2 separate regions of the Hordeum vulgare genome follow, and region 1 is linked to region 2. Evidence: chromatin contacts called from public HiChIP or PLAC-seq data. All regions are on one chromosome and are shown on one strand. The core of a region is the stretch at or near the end of the contact, and the rest is flanking DNA. Distances in the headings are between cores, read along the strand shown.

Region 1 (3,775 bases), core at 795-3,294, 310 kb after region 2:
ATGGTAAGTTTTTTCCTACTTTTTTAGGGGGCTTCTAGCCACCAACTGGCGGCCATTTTAACTTTTGCGGTATAGATTGTGTTGCAAAATTTTCTGCAACACAAAACATGTTGTAGAAACGTTTGTACATTCTTTTGTAATAGAGTTTATTATAGAATATTTTCTGCAACAAAGGTCATGTTGTGGGAATATCTATATAATTTTATTTACATCAGAGTTTGTTATAAAATATTTTCTATAATAAAGATCATGCTGCGGAAACATCTATATAATTTTATTTACAACAGAGTTTGTTATAGAATATTTTCTGCAACAAAGTTCGTGTTACTGAAATATCTATAGAATTTTATTTTGTAACAAAGTTTGTTATAAAATATTTTTACAGTAGAAATCATGTTGTAGAAATGTTTGTATATTTTTTGACAGTAGAAATCATGTTGTAGAAACGTATGTAATTTTTTTATAACACGGGTCTTGTTATAGTAAATTTTTACAACAAAGATAATGTTGCAGAAAATGTACGAAGACGGCGGCACCATCGAAGGTTGCGACATTGAACGACGGAGACGGCGGACAAGGCTCCAACGATGGCGTGCCTTGCGCAGGTCAAACAAGAAGATATTGTTTGCCCTTCATGTGGTCGGTCCGATCAAAGCGAATCAGATGGTTGGTCACGTGGCGGATGCAGCACGCGGGATCAGCCAATTGATTTAGATCATTTTCCATTTTTTAAAGCAGCACAATTTTTTTTTAAAACTTACTCTAGTTACTTCCTTCATCACAGTTTATAAGGCATGCACGTGTACCTAGATCGTTAATTTGACTTATATAAAATATAATATTTTAACATAAAAATTATATCATTAGAAAATAGAACATCTAAAGTTTCTAATGATATATTTTTTGTAATATATGCCTCTTATTAAGTTGGTCAAATTAGCGATCTAGATACACGTGCCGGACTTATAAACTGAAATGGAGGGAGTATGAGGAACTCTAGTAAAACAAGGAAACATGACAATACATTTTTTGGACAGAGGAGGACTAGCTGACGGTGCCAGTAATCTCGTCCCAGAGACTGCATATAGCTCACCATAACGAGCAATTATTATCAGGTCTCTCAACAATTCTCACCTCACAACCTTAACACACAATACAATGGATGTAACACATCTGATGGTATGATCTACAACCTCGCAAACTCATAGAGCCAGAACGGCGAACCATAGAGCTACCAGCCCAAGTGCTGCAGAGCCCCATTGTCCATGCCACACGGCAGCAGTGTCCGACGACATCGGCAGAGATGCAGCTGGAGAGGACATGGGCGCCAGCGTCGCGAGCGGGAAGTACGCTTCCGCGGGCTCCACCGTGGGCGCAGCTGTAGGTGGGGCGTGCCTCTTCTTGTGCCTCTTGTGCCCTGCATGTCTTGGCGGTTCAGCCGCGGGTGCCGGAGCCGGTGGCCATGTCCCCGGAACTGGTGACGGTGGCGTAGGTGCCGGTGGCAGCTGCGGCGGCGAGCTGGGTGCCGTGGGTGCAGGGCGGTCGGCGACGTCCACCTCCAGCTTCATTCCGTTCTGGCAGTGGCCCGGCCCGCCGCAGATGAAGTAGCGCTTCCCCGGCGCCGTGAGCGCGATGGTGGTGGTGCCGCTGTTGTCGATGATCACAGGGTTGGCCGTGGAGCACGCCTCGTAGTCGTCGCCGGTCACTTCAAGGACGTTGTGGTTCGAGCTGTACTTGAACGCTGCATAGTTTTGCCGCAGAAGAACGTTACTAGCAGGAACTGCAATGCACAATCACAACCAGTTTACGTCGTGCGTGTTGATGATACTCACTCAGGGTGTCTCCGGGAACAAAGGTGCGGGCCGAAGCCCAGGACTTGTAGTCCGTCTTTCCCTGCCAGCCGCCGGTTGGGTCGCCGACGATGTAGTCGGCAGCGGCGACCACGTGCACCAGCGATACCAGCGCGGCGATGCAAACCGCCGTCTTCGTCGCCGCCATCTTCGTAGCAGAAGGCATGTTCTGGTGTCTGAGGTAGCCGAAGGTGCACTCCGAGCCCTATATATAGGGCAACCACAACCAGCGTGCAAGGGACAGCTAGAGCTTCGTGTGTCGGCAGACCAGAAGAGGCAAGGCCAAGGGGTTTGGTACGCGTCACAGACCAGAACAACCAGTAGAACAGATCCACGTTTTGGAGCATGCATCGGCGCCCTGTGCATACGTCCGTTTCCTGCATCCGGTCCGGCCGATCATGCAGCTCTTGAGCACGTAGAGGCTGCCGCAACGCGTTCGGCCGCTGGCTGACAAGCGTTTCCGGCCGCAGTGGCCTGCCCACTGGCACCGGCGCGCGGCAGCGGCATGTTCCTGGCGGTGTAAAGTAACAGGAAAAGAATGTTCAACCGAGCCGCGGGTCGCGCGTGCGCCGGCCGCACGTCGCCTTTTCACCGCTGCGTGTATGGTGGTCACGCAGGACATTCCCCTCGTGAACGGGCAACCTAGAGTTCACGCTGGAATCTACGCTGGCGCAGGATCCGGCCAAGAGCGTGGGGAGTGGATGGAACACTCGAGAGCACGGCGCGGTCCAGAGCATGTGCGATCGGGCCGCAGCCGCAGCGGCTTGCCGATGGATCGAGCACCACGGAGATGGCGCCAACCGATACATCCCAGAGCGTGCGCCCAAGGCGGAGGACTGGTGCGGTGGATGCGCGGCAAGGGTCGCCTGGTCATGTCAGAGTTTCTTCAGGCTTGTTACTGGGTTCTGAACTTCAGAATTCAGAAAAAAAATTACGCCTGATTTTACAGCGTAGGGAATTCAACGGCGTGAGGGTTTCTTCTTCTTCCTTTAGCAGGGGAGCTTGAAGCCCATGTACTGCCCTCTCGTGTCCTGCGCCCATACACGATTGAACTGCACCGGAGCAAGCGATCACGATGGAGCTGAGCGCCCAGATGCCAAAAGCATCTCCAGCCCCACATGAGGCGTGGGCCTGCTACGCATCCACCGGTGGATGTTTAATAAACATCCGCCATTTGGGGAGCCGTCCGATCTACGCGTAGCCGTTCGATCCGCTCCGGCCAGGCACCCCATAATTCCTGAAACGATGGATGAGGTGCAGAAATTTTCGCTTTGTTGCAAGAATAAACTATGAACCCGTTAATTCCTGAAACAACGGTCGAGTTTCAGAAACAATTTGCTTGTTGCAGAATTATTTTTTCTTCGCCTTTGTGCAACATAGGTACTTTTACGGAAGAATTTTTTGCAACAAAGGTCATGTTTCAGGAATTTTTGCAAACAAAAGTCAAGGAGCTGCTCTATGCCGACGACCACGTGGTCGACTAGCTCGACTGCTACAGGCTACAACACCAACACCAGCACGAGCTCCTGCAGCTCGCCAGGGTCCCGAGGTGCGGCGCCTGACCAGCACCAGCACGAGCTCCTGCAGCTTGCCAGGGACCCGAGGTGCGGCGCCTGACCAGCACCAGCACGAGCTCCTGCAGCTCGCCAGGGGGCCGAGGTGCGGCGCCTGACCAGCACCAGCACGAGCTCCTGCAGCTCGCCAGGGGGCTGAAGTGCGGCGCCTGATTCCATTCCTGCTCAAGCTCATGGAGCACGCGCGAGGGGAAAAGGGGACGGGCGTACCTGCTTGGGGTGGTACTGGCCGCCGCCGCCATCGAAGGAGTAGTCGTCGTCACGGCGAGCCCGGGCCGCGCCGTCGCCTCTCGAGAGCCTCCCCAGATCCACTAGTCGCCCGCCTCCTCTGAATAGATCGTGCAGCTTCGG
Region 2 (3,314 bases), core at 59-2,558:
GTCACGACGTTGACGAGATCGGCGGCGCACGATGTTGAAGAGATCGGCGGCCGCTGCATATAGGCGATTGGTGGCGCCAGCATACACGTATTCTGGGTAGCAGATGCGCGTTGTATCAATTCGGAGATCTCATACGTGAACATATAATCAGGGATAGTTTGGTATTTTCCTGTGTTTATAAATGTAAAAAAATAAAAAAAAATCACTAAAAGGAGGGAAGTGGTATGGTAATCAAGGAGCCAACGATCAGAGTGACAATTTTGCAAAGCCAACGTTGAAAGTGGCAATTTTGCGAAATCATGTATTGAAAATGGCAAATAACCAATTTTCTTCTTATTAGCCAAAGTAATCTTCTCTTTGATATCGAACCTAAATATTGTCCAAAAGAAACAAATGGAATCAATGGCGCTCCGAGTTGGCGCTGAGGATTACTATGCTGGTCGCGGAGACATCAAAGGTAGCATTCCTCACATCGACGAGGCGTGACTTTCTGAAGATGGAGGCGACGACGTTCAGGTCGACGCGCCGGTCGACAGCAACCGCGATCGCGCCGCCACGGCGGACGGTGCGCTCGATCTCAGACGCGAACCTGGACGGGAAGAGCGCGCCGGTGAAGGCCGCCGGGTCGCTGGAGAGGACGAGGTCGAAGGCGTCGTCGAAGAACGGGAGGTTGTGCGGGTCCGCACGGCGGACGAGGGGAGGGAAGTCAACGAGATCAACGCCGGTGACGTCCCCCACGCCGGCCACGCGGAGCGCGTCGACCGCTTGCCCCGCTCCGGCGGCGAGGCAGAGAACTCGGGAGGACCTACCGAGGAGGCGCAGCCGGCGGAGCGGATCGATGACGGACGCGGAGAGGGCCGCGTTGTGCCGCTTCCAGCGCGGGGAGGACCGGAGCTTGGCCAGGCGGGTGTCGGGGTCCACCACGCGGCGGGACGCGGCGTCGCAGGAGGTGCGGGGCAAGGGCGCCGTCGACAGCGAGAGGGAGGAATGGGCGAGCGAGCCGCCGAAGCAGGAGGCGGACGGGGAGCGGAACAGGTGCAGCAGGGCGGCGGTGGCCACGGCCGCCAGGGCGATCGCCACGCGGTTCAGCAGCCGCCGGACGTGCCTGTCCATTGCCGGCGCGGGTCGGTGGAGCCAGCGCCACCTCCGGGCTCCGGGTAATGGACCGGTATGTGCGTCCGAGGCTTTCTTCGTCGTGTTGGGCTGGGCTGGGCTGGGCTAACATTTTTACGGCCTAGTTAAGAAAGCAGGTGTATCGATGAGCCGGCAAAACCCTCCTTTGCCTATTCCCCACTCCTCTCGCCCCAAACCCCCACCGTACGCCGCCTTCACATGACCACCCCCGCCGCCGCTGCCGCCGCCGCCGCTACCGCCGCCTCCACCCGGGCGAACAGCCTCTCCCGTATCTTCTCCTCCTCCTCGCCAGTCATAAGCCCACCCAAGCGCAGTCCCAAGACCAAACGCGCGCCGACGCCGACGCCGACGCCGAAACCGCCCGCCGCCGATGCCGGCTCCATCGCGGACGAGAAGCCCCCGAAGCCCGTCGGCGCACAGCCCGCCGCCAAAGCTGAGTCCAACGCCAAGCACAAGCTCCCGAAGCCCCTTGGCATCATCCTCAAGGCCCTCATCCGGCAGCGCGACCCTGATAAGCTGGTCTCTGACTTCGTCCAAGCGTCAACCGTGTCGTCGCGCTTCCGCGACCGGCACCGCGTGTTCGAGGTGGCGGTGAGCCGGCTCAATTCCCTCGGCCGCCAAGACGGCATCGAGGCCATCATCGAAGCGCAGATGCCCTTCCTCGAGACCTCAGCCGAGGGATTCGCCGCGCGCCTCATCCGCCTCTACGGCCGTGCCTCCATGCCATCCCACGCGGCCGCAACCTTCCATAAGCTTCCAGCGCAGCATAAATCCACCATGACCTTCAACTCCGTTCTTTCCGCGTACGCCGATGCCGGAGATTTTGACGGGCTCACTGCTGCATTCCAGGAGATCCCAGCCACCCACCCCTCGATTGTTCCCACCGTATACTCTTACAACGTACTCATCCACGCATTGTGCCAGAAGCCCGACATCTCAGCTGCTCTCGACGCTGTCCATCTCATGGAGAAGCACGGTATTCCACCTGACATTATTACCTTCAACACGCTATTGAATGGGTTTTGCAACAATGGCCGCGTGCATGAAGCAGAGACAGTATGGGAGATGATCAAGGAGAGGAATTTAGAGCCAGACGCCAAGTGCTACAATGCCAAGCTGCGGGGTTTGGTTGCAGAAGGGAGGATTGATGATGCAGCTGCTGTGCTTGAGAGGTTGGAGAAGGACGGACCAAAACCTGATACAGTATCCTACAATGAGTTGATTCGAGGATATTGCAAAGCCGGGAGGTTACAGGAGGCCAAGAAGCTGTATGATGATTTGGTAAAAAATGAGTGCACCCCAAATAAGGGAACATATGAGACTCTCCTGCCACAGCTTCTGCAGGCTGGAGAGCTGGATTGTGCATTGACGTACTGTTATAAAATCTTTAGTGATAAAAGGAACCTTAGAGTGGAGTGTGGTGTGCTGCAGGATGTAGTGAATGCTTTGGTAGATGTATCAAGGGTGGAGGAGGCTGCCAAGATTGTTGTGCTCGGGCGGAAGAAGTACTACCCCCGAAAGGGTTTGAGGATGCCTGATAGGACAAAAGACAGTGAATTAAGAGCTGAAACTGATGAGGAAGAAGCAATATCAGAAGAAGAGGAGTGTGAAGTGGAGCATGAGACTGAAAAATAAAATTCGTAGGTCAGGCTTTTACTGATGCATGCCAAATTTCACCATGGCCTGTTTTACTCAGTTCCTCTGTTAGCATGATAGAACAAAAAGTGCAAGTTAAAGTAGTGGTTAAACTAGTTTAATAAGGTATTAGTTAAGCTTGCCCTGTGCTGTGATACTTATTGAAAATCTTTCTATTCGTTTTAGAAGAGATCCACAGAAGTCTTTATTCTTATCTGCAATGACTTGCTTGTGCTGATTTTCCTCGTTGCATCAATTTATCTGTATGGATCTAATATTTGTGTTTGGAAACATCCTCCAAAAGTTGTTTACTTTATGGGTACTTGTACTTTCTGGACATTGATGATTCAACTGTTAGCTCTGCGATGAAGATAAACACATACCTCCCACTTTTTTCGATTCTTATTGTTTATTTTATTATTTCTCTTTGAAGCATGGACAATGCAAATGTTATGACATACATGAAGTTAAAAGGCCTTTGATCAATGATCAGCTTCGATAGTAGTTTGTCAGGTTACTAGTTTGCCAAACTAGAGGTGAATAGT

What was found. HiChIP or PLAC-seq counts read pairs in DNA pulled down with a chosen protein or histone mark.
Region 1: a contact with region 2 is called in an H3K4me3 HiChIP or PLAC-seq map of embryo, with 6 times the contacts expected there. The contact joins the promoter of LOC123440348 here to the promoter of LOC123444594 in region 2. A contact is called at or near these places in 1 of 6 Hi-C or Micro-C datasets (seedling) and 1 of 1 datasets of contacts at active chromatin or transcription factors (embryo).

Annotation. Positions count from the first base shown.
Region 1 is chr3H:513,387,118-513,390,892 of MorexV3_pseudomolecules_assembly, forward strand. It overlaps LOC123440348 (blue copper protein-like), which reads right to left and starts at 2,045. Exons shown (of 2, transcript XM_045116919.1): 1 at 1,833-2,045; 2 at 1,001-1,741. The coding sequence starts at 2,016. The coding sequence ends at 1,203.
Region 2 is chr3H:513,075,712-513,079,025 of MorexV3_pseudomolecules_assembly, forward strand. LOC123444594 (pentatricopeptide repeat-containing protein At3g13160, mitochondrial-like) reads left to right here and starts at 1,309. Exons shown (of 1, transcript XM_045121373.1): 1 at 1,309-3,106. The coding sequence starts at 1,333. The coding sequence ends at 2,769. LOC123440344 reads right to left here and starts at 1,113. Exons shown (of 1, transcript XM_045116916.1): 1 at 250-1,113. The coding sequence starts at 1,113. The coding sequence ends at 400.